Regions from separate parts of the Zea mays genome. Here region 1 is linked to region 2. The links are chromatin contacts, called in public Hi-C maps. All regions are on one chromosome and are shown on one strand. The core of a region is the stretch at or near the end of the contact, and the rest is flanking DNA. Distances in the headings are between cores, read along the strand shown. Region 1 holds the start of LOC100194388. Region 2 holds the start of LOC103651075.

Evidence for each region. A called contact is a pair of places that touch in the nucleus more often than the background predicts.
Region 1: a contact with region 2 is called in a Hi-C map of bundle sheath, with 2.7 times the contacts expected there. The contact joins the promoter of LOC100194388 here to the promoter of LOC103651075 in region 2. A contact is called at or near these places in 4 of 25 Hi-C or Micro-C datasets (bundle sheath, leaf, root tip and 1 more).

The regions. Positions count from the first base shown.
Region 1 is chr3:191,124,672-191,132,317 of Zm-B73-REFERENCE-NAM-5.0, forward strand. LOC100194388 reads right to left here and starts at 5,490. Exons shown (of 2, transcript NM_001139419.1): 1 at 4,474-5,490; 2 at 3,695-4,390. The coding sequence starts at 5,435. The coding sequence ends at 4,087. LOC100193805 (a long non-coding RNA gene) reads left to right here and starts at 6,542. Exons shown (of 6, transcript XR_002268175.3): 1 at 6,542-6,860. It overlaps LOC103651078, which reads right to left. Exons shown (of 19, transcript XM_020550433.3): 19 at 7,113-7,646. The coding sequence ends at 7,266. LOC103651076 (a long non-coding RNA gene) reads right to left here and starts at 632. Exons shown (of 2, transcript XR_564552.3): 1 at 257-632.
Region 2 is chr3:190,842,867-190,849,965 of Zm-B73-REFERENCE-NAM-5.0, forward strand. LOC103651075 reads right to left here and starts at 4,566. Exons shown (of 11, transcript NM_001326545.1): 1 at 4,283-4,566; 2 at 3,285-3,561; 3 at 2,984-3,063; 4 at 2,080-2,204; 5 at 1,874-1,995; 6 at 1,482-1,715; 7 at 1,314-1,388; 8 at 1,101-1,201; 9 at 935-987; 10 at 610-804; 11 at 1-462. The coding sequence starts at 3,479. The coding sequence ends at 341.

The DNA of each region.
Region 1 (7,646 bases), core at 4,240-6,739, 280 kb after region 2:
GAATTAAATTATGTGATGATATTCAGTACTAATCAAGTAAGCATACATTCTCAGGTCGGAATAAAAATGCAATATTATCTGGAAATGCCATTAAGATTCCCATTGTGTGCAAGCTTCGGATGTCGAAGGGCACTTTGCTTGTTTGAAAAAATAGAACATAAATTCATTTGGAATAAAGGAAAGAATAAAAAGCAAATCAATTCTTGAAAAGGTTGATGTGGTTACGTCTCGCAGTGATGGCCATGCGCAATCATACCTGTCAATTCGTTGCTGCCCTAGTAGGCTAGCAGCGGTCCCAGCGGACCCGTACGATGGTGGTCCCCATCCGACGCTCTCTGGTGGTTGAAGTATCACCGGCGTCTCCTTTTCCTGGATCCATGAACGCTATGAGCATGAGGGCCAGCTGATTTTTGGACGGCAGGGACACAGTCTCATCCACAGGCCCTAAGAACCAGGGAGCAGAAGCATCGAGATGCGTCTGGCGGGCTATCAAGTGAAGTCGGGGTAGGCGAGTAGACGGAGGAATTCATTGAAGACGGTGATGCGACGGGTGCTTGTGCTGCTCTTGGCGGCGGTAGTACGAGGATGAGGATTGGGGAGAAGGGCGGCGCCCACGATGGGCGAGTGGTGATTGAGAATTGAGCAACTGCCGGCCCGTTCAATTGGTCCAGGCTGAGGCTAGCCTATCCCAGCTACTGCAACTCACTTTGTTTGCGCACCTGTACCATATGAGCCTGGCTCAGACGAGCTGGTGTTTGTCACCCAATATGCAGCCAGGCTAGAAGACCAAAACTACCTAAACGCGGAATCCTTGCGCCACGAGCAGCCAGGCTCCCAGGAAACGGACCTTGAGCTCGTTTCTGTGGAGCCAGGCTGAGAGACTCAATTTGCACGTGCACAGCCTGGCTCCCGAGCCGACCAGGCGACGCGAACACAGAAACTGCATCCCGGGAGCGCAGCCAGGCTGCTGGGCCACGGCGGCAAACACGCCCTGCATCTCCTGCGGATTCGGAGACGATGCTGCCGCAAATAATGGAACGCACGATTGATTAGTTGTGTGTGGGGCCCACAAAGTATATGCCTAGGATATATGTAGATCTATTGTCAACCGGTTGGATCGAGGTGGCTAGGGCTTTCTCTAATTAAAGAAAGCCCAGGGCTCCTAATAGATAAACTATATATATATATATATATATATATATATATATATATATATAGTAGGTATAACGGGAGCCCCGGGCTTCCAATAGTTAAAGGAAGCCCAGGCCGACCACCCCTACAGACTGGTTCAACCAGCGCGCCCAAACAGGCTGTCGGGTGCGCCACCTGCCCCAAGTCTGTTAGCGCAAAAAAAGGAATGCATGCATGATTCAAACACGATCCAATGCATGCGCATAAATTTAGGAAAGATATGTGCGGCAGTTTCTGTTTTTAAAATCCTTTATTTTCTCCATAAATTTAGGATCGCTGCAACAGCCATGCAGCTAGACGCGTAAGGACCATTTTATGATATATACTGAGACCAAATATGCTACACTGTGTTAATAATTATGCAATTCGATATACTGCGTAAAAGTCTGTTACCAGCTGCATGACACGAATTTATGATAAAAATAATATGCAATGAAAGGAAATGAATTACACGCATAGAAACAAAAAATCGTATTTAATGTTTTATTTCCTTCATAAATATAAGATCCCTCCAACAGCCATGCAGCTAAAACACATTAAATCTAGTTTATGATATATACTGATACAAATTATACTACATGGTGTAGGTATTTATGCAATTCGTTACACTGCGTAAAAAATCTGGCATGTTGTTCACTTGTGGACGCACCTCCGGGTTGGAGCGTAATAACATTAAGTTTTGAGCATAAAATCCCTCAATTATAAGCGTATATACCGAGCCAATGTGAGAGGTTGATAGCTCTAGTAGGTTGTTATTACGATCCTATTTTTATGGCAGATCCGAAAAAAATGGCAGTCGCATGCATGCGGTTATACAGATCCTAAAATTATGGCAAAATGCATGCATGAGTCAATCACGTTCCCTTGCATGCGCGTAAATTTAGGAAAGATATGTGTGGCGGTTTCTGTTTTAAATGCTTTATTTCCTCCATAAATTTAGGATCGCTGAAACAGACATGCAACTAAAACTCGTAATGACCATTTTATGCTATATACTGATACTAAATATGCTACACTGTGTAGATAATTATGCAATTCGGTATACTGCGTAAAAATCTGCTACAGATTGCATGCACACGAATTTATGATGGAAAAATATGCAATGAAAGGAAATGAATTGCATGCATAGAAACAAAAAATCACATTTAATGTTTTATTTCCTTCTTAAATATAGGATCCCTCCAACAGCCATGCAACTAAACGCATTAGAAATAGTTTATGATGTATACTGAAACAAATTATACTACACGGTGTAGGTATTTATGCAATTCCTTACACTGCGTAAAAAATCTGGCATGTTGTTCACTGGTGGACGCATCTCCGGGTGGAGCGTAAAAACCTTAAGTTTTGAGCATAAAATCCCTCAATTATAAGCGTAAATACCGAGTCAATTAGAGGTTGATAGCTTTAGTAGGTTGTTATTACGATCCTATTTTTATGACAGATACGAAAAACATGGCAGCCACATGCATGCGGTTTCTATTTTTATCACAGATCCAAAAATTATGGCAAAATCGTGGGAGTTTCCATTGCATGCGCGCAAATTAAGAACAACATAAATCAAGAAATTGCCTTTCAAATGTGCATGCAGTAAACTGATATACGAACTCTGTGTTAAAGCATAAAAACATACAGTTTTTAGCGTAAATAATACATGTGGTAGGCATAAAACATAATAAACGAAAAGAAAAATGCGCCGGATCAGAGGATGTCACGCGCGATCATCGCTGCGCGCATCTCGCCCCTTCCGTGACGTCGCTCGCTCGAACATCGCGCCTCATGCGTCGCCGTCGCTACTCGCACGTCGACGGGCGTCGCTTGCTCGCCGGCCTTGGAAGTGCCGCCTCCTCGGGGCTTCGGGGACGCCGCCGCTTGCCTGCACAAGGGCCTCGCTGCGGATCGAGGAACTTCCGCCACCGCGCGTCGAGGTAATGGAGTTGCGGCCACCGGCCTGGGAATCGCCGCCACCGCACAAGGGCGCTGCCGCCGCTCGCCCTCTGGATCGGGGGCCGCCACCGCCGGCCTGGAAACCGTCGCCACCGCATAAGGGCGTTGCCGCCGCCGCTCGCCCTCTGGATCGGCGGCCGCCACCGTCGGCCTGGGAACCGCCGCCACCGCCGGCCTAGCAACCGTCGATAATGAATCGAGATGGGGCGTAAAAACTGATCCCTAGCACTACGGATTTTCTTTTATAGACGTCTGGACCTGGTCCGGCTCGACCGGATTGCACTGTCTGGCCTGGGCTTCCAATAACTAAAAGAAGCCCAGGGCTCCTAATATACAATCTATATATATATATATATATATATATATATATATATATATATATATATATATATATATATATATATATATATATATATCACAGATGCTCTCTGTTTTTTTTATCAGCAGCTGGAAGCCATAGTATATAGTGAATAACAATCTATTGATCCATATACCAATACCAAGTTACACGGATAAGTTCAGTACGAAAGCGAAAGAGACAATAAACATCAAAGTTGAATCAGGAGACATGCATGTACATATACATAAATATAAAGAACAATTTTTGGCTGAGGGACTTATTAGATAGACAGGATTATATATCATCATATACTTAACTCCTACAATGGTTCGAGACGGCGTCTCGATGTGTTTACGCATGAATGCATTTGCAGCTGACCATCGCCTCTTAATTTCCCTGGTCGCCCGCCCCTTTGGTTGATTATTATTCCTCGGAAGCGGAAATGAACCGGACGACGGGACGACGAGAGAACAAACGAGCTAGGGGGACAAAGCTAGAGAAGAAGGAAACGAGAGAAGCCGCTGCCCTCACGCTCCTTTAAATTGTGTATACAGCACCGTGCGCACGTGATGGAAGGAAGGGGAAACCGAGCGAGATGCGTGCATGCTCTAGACGGAGAGGTAGGACGGCGGCATTGGCAGTCCGACGACCTTGCCGCAGCGGAGGCTAGTCTCCGGCATGTTGTACTCGTCCCTGAGCGACCGCTCCGGCGAGATGACGCTCACGTACAGCTGCTCGCCGAGGTACTGCCTCTCCCAGATGTTGGACCGGATGCTCCACATGCCCGCGTTGTCGAACGTCATCATCACCGCCGTCCACGACCTAGGGTACACCTGGATCGTGTGCCGGCTCACCGTGTCCAGGAGGTTGTACGTGCTCCGGGACGCTGGCGTCCATTTGCCCGGGCCCATGCTGCACAGTACGTAGCGTATAGATCGTCAGGCAGAGCACTAGCTAGTAGCTAGATTCATTCAGTCAGCCAGTCGTTTAATTACCCGACGGCGAAGAAGGCGTAGCCGTCGATGTGGATGGTGTCGATGCTCTTCTCGGGGTTCTCGAAGACCACCTCGATGAAGGTGCGGAACTCGGCGCGGATGACGTTGGGGGCCATCTTGGTGGGCGCGGACTTGGAGGGCGGCACGTCGCCGATGATGTCGTACTGGAACACCCCGTCGGTGGTGTTGAAGTACTCGGCGAGCTTGACGGGGGTCTCGGGGTCGACGTGCGACACGCCGTTGAAGCCGAACCGCTCCTTGCCGTCCACCTTGCCGCGGCCCATGGCGAGCTTGATGGTGCGGGTGATGTTGATCTGGCCGTAGTGGTACGACCCCTGCGGGTTGGGCCGCGCCGCGCTCGCCGTCAGGTTCCAGCGGAAGGACCTGCACTGGTTGATGGACCACGCCCATCCGCTGGGGCTCTCCGGCACCTTGGCCGGCGGCGGGGCGTTGGAGCCCTTGTAGCGGATCACGGCCGTGATGCTGTTCACCTCCTTGATGAACCGGGTGGACACCGCCAGCAGGTAGTCGCCGGGCTTCTGGTCGGCGGTGACGAGGAACGACAGGCACTGGCCGATGTGGAGGTCCAGCGAGTCGTAGTCGTTCTGCATGGTGTGGGAGCCCTCCATCTCCACCAGCTTCATGATGTGGTTCTGGATGCGGATGTTGAAGGACGCCTTGATGCCCACGTTGCAGACGCGGAAGCGGTACGTCTTGCCGGCCTCCACGTTGTACATGGGCGGGTTCGACGCGTCCTTCTCGTTCTTGCCGTTGATCACGAGCCCCGCGGGCCGCCCGATCCCCTTGCCGGCGTCCAGGTTCTTGGCCAGGACGGTGTGGTCCTTGGTGTACCAGTCGCCGACGAGGACCGGGAAGTCGTCGGCCGGCGTGTCGAAGGGGACCGGGATCAGGTCACGGCTGTGGACGCTGATGAGCCCGTAGGCGCCCGCCGCCCGCTGCATGCCGGTGCTGGGGTAATAGAAGAAGCTGCCGATCTGGTCCTTGGGCTGCCAGTGGTACGTGAAGTTGGTGTTGGGCTGGATTGGGCACATGGTGCCCAGCATGCCGTCCTGCCATGAGTTCTTCCTCTGCTGGATCCCGTGCCTGAGTACGTGCAGCACATGCATGTAATATGTATACACGTAGACGTAGGCATGCAGCACCTCCATCGGCATTTATAATTAAGGTAAGGTTATTACCAGGTGAAGAGGAGCGGCTGGTCGAGCATGTTGAAGACATTGATGACGATGTTGTTGTTGGATGTGCAGTTGATGGTAGGGCCGGGGAACATGTCGTTGATGAGGATCACCTTCTGCGGCGTCCCCATGATGGTCTTCGTCCCGTACGTCACCTTCCACTCGAAGAAGTGGTAGGGGTCCTCCGCGCGCGCCACGGTGGCGACGAGCGCCAGCACGAGCAGCGCGGCGGAGGCGCCTCGCATTGCCATCCCAGCCGACCACACCATCCCTCGCGGGGGCCCTCGCCTCGCCTATGCGCGCCCTGCGTGTGTTCGGTGTGAGAGCCGCCGCGCGCAGACGGTCAGATGGATGCTGTCGATCCGGCCGGTGGCGGGGGGCGGGCTCAACGAGTGGGGACAGGCAGCCGGGAGGCCACGGCTTATATGGGGCCTGTCGCCCATTGGAAGGAGCGGTCCGCGCGCTGTCCGTGGCGCGGTGGTTTGCCCACAATGGCAATTGGCAAATGCCCGTCCCGTCTTCTCCGCGCGGCCGTTCGCTCAGCCACCGCCGATCTGGCTGCCACCGCCCTTTCTATCTATTCTTGACCCGTTCTTGCATGACATGCACCATGCATGCGTCGATGCGGTAGGGCGTCTGTAGTAGTGTAGTACTCACTCGTGTTTTTGGGCGCGTGGTGTCTGTAAAAAGTCTGGGTCTGGCCGAGGGCCCGAGACCGTGGAGTGAAACGACACGTTCGCGGGCCGCCGGCTCGGCCTGCTCGCTTTGCATCCAGCATTGAGAATAGAAAGTTTCGGCCTGTTTATTAGAGGAACGGGATGATGACGACAGAAACACAATTACTCATTTACTCTACAGAGGCAGCCCGGCCCATACAACCCGCATCGCTGGTCGGGGAGGGAACTGGGAAGGAAGCCGGAGCCCGGGCCGTCGGCGTTGGGGAATTGGGAGTGGCCGACTGGGGAAGCCACGGCGGCAACACCGTCTTCGAGGGCTGTCGGGATAGGACGGGAGGCGAACCAGCAGAAGCGCGAGCGAGCGTGTGGGTAACGGCTCACGGCTTCTCTGCACCACCGCCGACCCGAGGAGCACACTTAGGTCTACCTGCAACCTGCATTTCCTCTCCCTCTCCCTCTCCCTCTCGGCTCCTCTGCAGCACCGCCGGCCACGTCCTCGAGGACCACACTGGAGGTCTGCCTGCATTTCCTCTACCTCTCCGTCTCGCGCTAATTAAACCCCCTCCCCGCCCTAATTTGCCAGCGGTTTTGAGTTCGAGCGCCCCGGCCCCCACGATGATTGTTGATTGGGTTCTGCGTTCAGCTAACTACTCCGTACTAGTAAATGCTAGGGGTTTCAGAGGCGTCGATCGATTCGTTTGCGGATGCTATACTAAATAACAATTCCGCCAGAGACGATTTCACGTACATATTTGGCATGTTAATCTGATTATGGTTGTGGAAATTTCTGTGTAATAGCAGCTCGCGAATCGCGATCCTTGGGAAAATTTTGCACAATACAGTATCAGGTAAACTAGCGTGTGATACAACACAACCGAATGACCAGGGAAAGGAAAACGCAGCAAACTGACCAGTCCCCCTACGGTTCGCTGTGTTTAAGCTCTGGGCGGGGTGGTTCTTCTGCTGTGCTGCTGCTGCTGTTCGAGCGTGCCGTGGCAACCTGTCCACTGTACAGGTGCGAGGTGGATGCGGTCCCCACGTGCTCAAACTCCACTGTGGATGAGCTGCCTGAGCTCAGCCCCTCGCTGTGCAGCATCGCCTCGATCTCCTTCACCACAGAGTTCATGGTGGGCCGCCGTGAGGCTGATTCGTCCACACACTCCATGGCCAGCTGCACGAACCTCCTGAACCCTGCAGTATGTGCGGCATCGTGGATGGCTGGGTCCACGATGCCTTGCAGGCCGTAGTAGTTGTGGTCATTGGGGTTTATGGCCATCCTGAATTCCCGGACGATATACCT
Region 2 (7,099 bases), core at 3,316-5,815:
TGATACGTGGAGGGAAAGGGAAAGTGTTCCCATCGCTCACGGCTTGTAGCAGCAGGAGACCACGGTAATATGGGATTATAGGAGGGACCGTATCCATATATCTGTACAGATACACTTGTACCTCTGCAACGATATATCTGTACAGTTCATGATACTGGTTTCTTCCTCAACATTTTGGACCATATTTGATCTCAAAGATATTCCTGCGCAGTAAGGCATCTGAACCAGCGGACTGAAATCAGATCAAGTAACATTATCTAGCAAGAAAATGCAGTTACATCTGACAGGCTGGAATGCGGGCACAAATTGCAGATTGTTGTGGTAGCAGGGCGTGACATACTTAGAAGAGCAAACTCAGATAGAATATAATCCATCCCGCCATGGAGAACACAGCAAAAATGTGAACCCAGAACAAAATTGCAGCTGATTCTTTTCCACAACCTCTCAGATTTGCAACAGCACCTGCAACAAACAATCCTATCGTCAGAGTCCATAATGTGGTTTCCTTACAGATCTCAACACACAAAATTGTTAACAAGAATCTGTACGCATGAGCACATGAAGACAAGTGATAGCTGATAAGATACATCCCTTGTTGGCTTCACATACCTGACAACACTGATGTGGGCATAGAATGCTGCAGTAGCAGGACAAACTTGAACATTCTATCACCTTCGGGAATGAAACCAAGTTTATCAACTAACATGGTAATGCCAACCCCAGCAAGAGGGACCAAGACCAACCGTGCAAAAATTATAGCAACAGTGGTACGCACGCCAAGCCTCTTACTTCCTTCACCAGGGCCTGATTCCATAAAAAAACATGGGTAAAGGCAAAAACATTAGAAATATCTCTAAACCAATAAAGATGGTCATTCTAAGGATTATCGCACCCCATGCAATTCTCCAAAGTTTTAACTAAAATAGCTACTTACCATCGACAAGATTGCCCCCAACAGCAAGTAAAATGCATGGGATCATAGCTTCTCTGAAAAGTATGCCACAGAATTAGGTGATAGATACATTCATCTCAGTTTGATAACTTTATTGGCAAGAGAGATGTTTTCGCAAAAACAAAATAGAAATGAAACATGTAGATACCCAAGAATGAGGCAGCTGTCTGTGAAAAAGAACAGAGGAGCATCATCCGTAAGTACAAAATTCTTCAAGAATGGGATAACACCGATTGCAATTGCAAAAGCCTGTGTTAAACAATGGCCAAAAGAAAAAAAGACGTAGAGTTAGTATATAAATAATTACTCAAAGAAATTGGTTTAAAAAATGCTAGTAGAACACTACAGCAGCAATACATACAGATGCAATAATTGGTGGCTGGAGAAGCTGCTTGTCTTTCAGAAACTTAACCACACATTTAACATAGCCCATTATCTGCATAAAACAACAAAATCATTTAGTTTTGCAGTGGGAAGTAAACGCACCAAATGGATATTCGAAATCAGCTCCACTATTAGAATTTCTTACCTTTGTTCCTACAGAAGTGGCACGCTCCTTTTGAACTTCCCCAGCAGATAACAAAGGTTCATTCTCTGGTACAGTACTACTGTTAGTGTTCATAGGATATTTTCCTACTTGGGGCACTGTATTCTCTCCAGATGCCTTGATTGGGATTCCATCCTCTTCAGAACCATCAAAGGTCTGTCCTGGTGGTGGAGCAAGCATTTTGAATACATATGTGTAAACAATAATTGCACCAACCTGCAACATATAGAGGACTCACCGAGTGAATAACCTCAACAGCTAATTGTATGCATAGTCTAGGTGATAAGTGGCAATCTTTAAACAACAAGGTCACTATGCTGACATGAGTAAAAATGAGCATGTACAAGCCGAGAAAAGAGAAAAGTATGGCGTACCCATTGGCCAAATGAGATATATGCATTCCCATCTTGATTGCATTTATCAGAGTCGCCAAATGGGTTAGAAGGATCACGACATAACGCTGCAATGAGGACCAGAGGTATATTTCCAATATTTCCTGCAAAAAAAGAACCTGGATTGGTATTGGATAAACAAATGATAGATAAAAATAAAACTTATTTTCAAAACAGAAAAGTGGTACCTATTCCTATATGGATAACAGTGAACTTGAAGTATGGATATGGAGGTCTGATGATAGATGCCACAACAAATCCAATCAAAGAGCCCGATACTGCGCCAACAACAATATTTACTGGAATATACCACCTGCAAACATGCAAGTATAGATGATATAAAAAAGTAAAAGCAGAACAGAAGTGCAGAACAGTTATTTGACAAAGGAAAATTTCCAGGACACACACTCCTAAAGAAGCTTATGCACAAAAGTGGACACTTGTTATACATATACACACCAGAAGGGGGAAAGAATCCAGGGGTATGTCAAAATATAGGACAGAATAGTGAATAGTCCATTACATAAATTTCTATCATTTTCAACAAGATATAAATTGCCAGTAAGAAAAAAATATAGGTTACTATATCATATGGAAACAAACTACTTGGAATAGTGTCTCCAATCTTTACTGCAGTATTCAAAAAGTTAAACATAAAGTAGTGCTACTAAATTAATCCTGGAATCTGAAGTCAATCCCATATTGATCCATAAATTCAACTGGAACCAAATTAATGCTTGAGCGCTGATTTTCTTCACCTTCAGGTAGTCTTTTCTTTGTCCTTTTGTAGAAAGCTAGAGCTTCTAAAACTAATTTGTTCCATATGGAACCTAATTACTCAAAGATTGATCCAAATAGAAAGATAAACAATAGCACACCAATCAAGTGTGGTCAGTAATATAATATTTGTAGGATGTATTACTTATAGAGGGTCAGCAGCATATACAAATAGATGATTAGCTGAAAACAACATCTCGGTCAATAACTCACACATCAAAAAATCAAGAGCAAATATAGCACGCTTGGATGAAGCATAACACTAGGTTTATAATAACAAAACTGAAGTACGATAACAATCAAAATTATCTTTACCATTGTATCATCTTCTCGATAGTGATTGCTCTACCCAATTGGGAAAATATAAGGCATGGAAGCAGAAGGGAAAACACAAGCTGCAACAAACAGTGAAAATGTTATATCTAATTTGATACAGCGAGAAAACAAATGAGACAATCAACTCCTCTACTGCTTCACATATTCCTACTTTAAACAAAATCCAAGATGGGTAATCATCTTGACTTAATAAAATAATTCCTCAATAGAAAAACAATTGTCCATTACACAACCTTCCATTAGCTAGCACTTATTAGTTATTACAAGAGACAAAGCTCACCCCATTGAGAAGCTTGCGGCCGTTGGGCTGGAGAATGTTGACGTACTTGGAGGCCATAAGGAACCCCATGAAGCAGACAGTGAACACCTTGGCGATGGGCAGCACGGCGTACTTGAGCATGCTCAGCACTGACGTCCCCTCGGTCCCTCCTTGCGCCGCCGTGGCCAGCACCTCCAGCAGCGATCTCTCCATCATGGCTTGACCCAGACCTGACTACTGAAGCCTTCTTTTCCTTGCCTCAGAACCCAGTGAGGCAGTGACCCACGCAACAAGGACTCTGCCATTAAGCATGACTTAGAAGGCAAAAATATAGAGACGACATCAGGAAAATTCTGGAGCTGCTTTTGGCGTTGGTTGTTCAGGGGCAACCGAGCTGGAAGAAAGCTCGTCGTTCGCGCAAAGGGCGTCAAGAGGAACGCGCAGAGCCCAGCTCACCGGATTCGCGTAACACAATACGGCAGGCAGCTTCCTCCATAGCGGGATGCTTGGCAATAACAAACTTCTTGTTTGACGAAAACAGACGCATGGACAGACCAATGAAATCAGAAAGAGAAATTATGACTAACTAGATTCCAACCAAGTCGACTCCTACGCCCCTAGAAAAAAATGACGACACCGAGACCTCCTAGCACTCCACTGCTCCAGGGTTCCAAATTCGCATGGTCGCAGGATCCAATTCCCCCTGCTGCCGAGCTGCGTAGGAATCCTGCTGCGGCCCATTCGATTCGTCACGCACACGGCACATCCATATCAACAGCTTCAAAACCGATTAGCTAAACCACTCCGCGGAAGGTTAGAAGCAACCGAGCTCAGAATCCCGCCGCCACATATCACCATCGACATAAAAAAAAACAGAGAGCAAACAAAACAAGGAGTCGCAACTCGCGAATCGCTCAATGCGAGCTAGAGCGATCGCGGACGACGCCACGCCACCCGCGAATCCATAACCGCGCCAAGCGAGAGGCGGACTGGCCCGACAAGCGAAGAACTCAACTCACCGCGAGGCTGCCGAATCGAGGTGACCCGGTGCGCGTGTGGGGTGAGAATCGTGAGATGGGAGCCGAGCCCCGAGCTCTCCACCGAGTAACCAGTGATGGACCCCTCCCGTGACGGCCCGAACCACCGGCCGGGATGAAGGCGGATGGAGGAGGCTTTGATCCGAGGTCAGGCGAGGGCCTCCTTGGCGTGGCGGCCGGGATGGATCGCGCAGAGCTAGGTGGGAATGTGGGATCTGGGCGTTCGATGGAAATGACGAGACGAGTCGCGGCTCGCGAGACGATGCCGGGTCGGTTGGACTGGACTAGATAATACACGCGCATTTTATATCCGTTTTGGAATCCGTAGCAGGGGGGGAGGAGAGGAGGTCAGGGGCACGAGGAATTGCGGGCGTGCCGTCCTGGGCTGTACGCCCAGCCTCGCTGCTCCGTCCTGACTGCTGCCTGTGCACTGTGGTCGATTAGCTGCCGGGCGGCTTGCCATGTGGCCGGCGGCGTTTGGTCCCCCCCTCCCCATCCAGCTCGCTTTGCTCTAGCTCGGCAAGGCTAACCTTGCCAGCAGCTGGGTTGCTAGCATTAGAAATGGTTGACACAACAGAGTCGAGAAAGTGAACAGACAAACCAAACATATCTTCTCTATACATCAGAAACTCATATTAGTGGCGTATTTTGTTTTAGATTTTTTGCATGCATGTTTTTACTATATCTTGGAATGTCTTATACATGTTTAAGTTTTGCATAATCCATTATCTAAAGTATAAAAATAGACATAGACAAAAGAGTCTCCATATATAAAAATAATAATAAAAGCGTCAAAGGAGGTTGTAGAGAATCCCGTTAGAGACTATAAATAAGAAAACCTTCTCTATATTTAGGTTAGAGAACCATGCAGAGAAAGTCGTTAGATTAGTAGTCGTAGTCTATCTCCAGCCTATCATCGTGTGCGAATGCAAATAGACCAGCAGAGGAGAGACAAAAATGTGAATTTAGGGTACGGAGAATGTGAGCGCATATTTTTCACGTCATCATCCCATTGAGGTGTGAGCCCCTCTCCAACAATTTTCCCTATACTTATCCCTTATTTGTAATTTTTAATATATTTTACTTCCTCCCCTAAAAAATTCTCACCTTACATATAATTCGTCTCTAACAATTCTTCACTGTACAACTCCCCATAATGCCCTATACACTAGAACTTAGATAATTAATACATATTTATCATTTCCCATTTTTTTTAAATATCATATAATATTTATAGTATCGTAATACATATCGTTATAATGTCATGGAGCTTAATTAGGGTTAAAACATGTTAATTACGATACTATAATGTCATGGAGCCAAGATCCAGGCTTCAGCCACAGGCCTCTGAACCTGCGCGCGAGTCGTACCTTTCATGTAGCAAGATGTCAAGTTCCCTTTGTTCTGTTTGAGTGATTGGAAGAGGATCTATCTCTTTCTATTGGGCGGGCGGCTAGAATGGAGAATCTCGGTTAAGCGATGCTTTGACAGCTGTAAGCGGTTTCCTGTATCTGGGCTCTGGCTTTGTTTATTTAAAAAGACTGAGGATATTAGCCCACCTAAAACTCTACTATCAGAAAAAAGAGATAAGCGTTGTGGGCTACTGTCACTGTAACCCTTGCTATGTGTGCAAACGACGATGGTAGGCGCGTTCGTGTCTCCATCAGATGGCGTAGCCACCACGACGTTTCTTTCTTGTTTCACTCGTTCAGAGGTATAGTAGCCATCATCACGAATTGAACAAACCCATCCGGACTCCCAGTAACAGTAACGCCTGATCGGGACGGCAGAATGATGGCGACGACTCGTCATTTTGGGGCAGAATTGGCCGACACTTAATTAATTCTCATCTAGTACCAGCGTAGCAAGCTCATAGTGACATTAATTAGTCTGTCCACCTCGGGAAGTTCTTACCAAGTACAGTACAGTATATATGCAACTCGCACCAGTCACCATCATACTCGGTCCTCTCCGGCGCACTTCAATTCGTTCTCTCGCGTGAAGCGATCCATCCTGATTCCTAATGACCTGATCAGCTGATTGTTATGTTATCTTAAGGCACACGCCATGGCTTGTTTGGCGCAGTATGATGTGTAGTGAACTGAACAGGTGTACAAAAGTCCAGATGGTTAGGCCGATACGTTGTTTCCGAAACGGACTGAAAAAAAACAGAGCCGCTGTACGCCTGTACCTGTACTGTACGTACGTCGGCTCCTCCTCAGCTCAGGTGAGGCGTACGCCAGTTACCAGCCGCTGCTGTCAAGGGCCGGACAGGGCAAAGCAGCGACAGACAGAAGCCGGGCCGAAAAGCACTCGAGATTTTCCCCCGGAGCCGGAGATGGGGTGACTCGTGGCACTGGCCGGCGCGGCCAAGGCAAGCGTCCGCGTGCGTGCGGCCAAGGCGTCGCCGTCGCCGCACGCAAGCGCCCAGGAAAGCAGCGAGCGAGTCACGGCGTGCGCGTGCCCGGCCGGCCACCTCCGATTTGGTGCCGCGAATTTCCTTTTGCCGGTGTCAGCGTCAGCGCCGCTCGGTCACCTGCATGCTGATGGAAGCAAGGCAAGCACCGCACAGATTTTACTCGATCACTCCCGGTGCGCGTATAGAGAGAGTATCAGCGGGCTCGTCTGACGACTTCTGCAGAGAGTTAACGAGGCATGAAACATGCACGCGGCTCTGTTTGGGACAAGAAGGAAGTGGTGAGTAATGCAGCCTACTACTGACTTCAGGAAGGCGGACAGGTACCCGTGGGGTGGGTGGGTGGGGGACACAGCATCAGCTTTCTCGTTCTAACTAGAAAA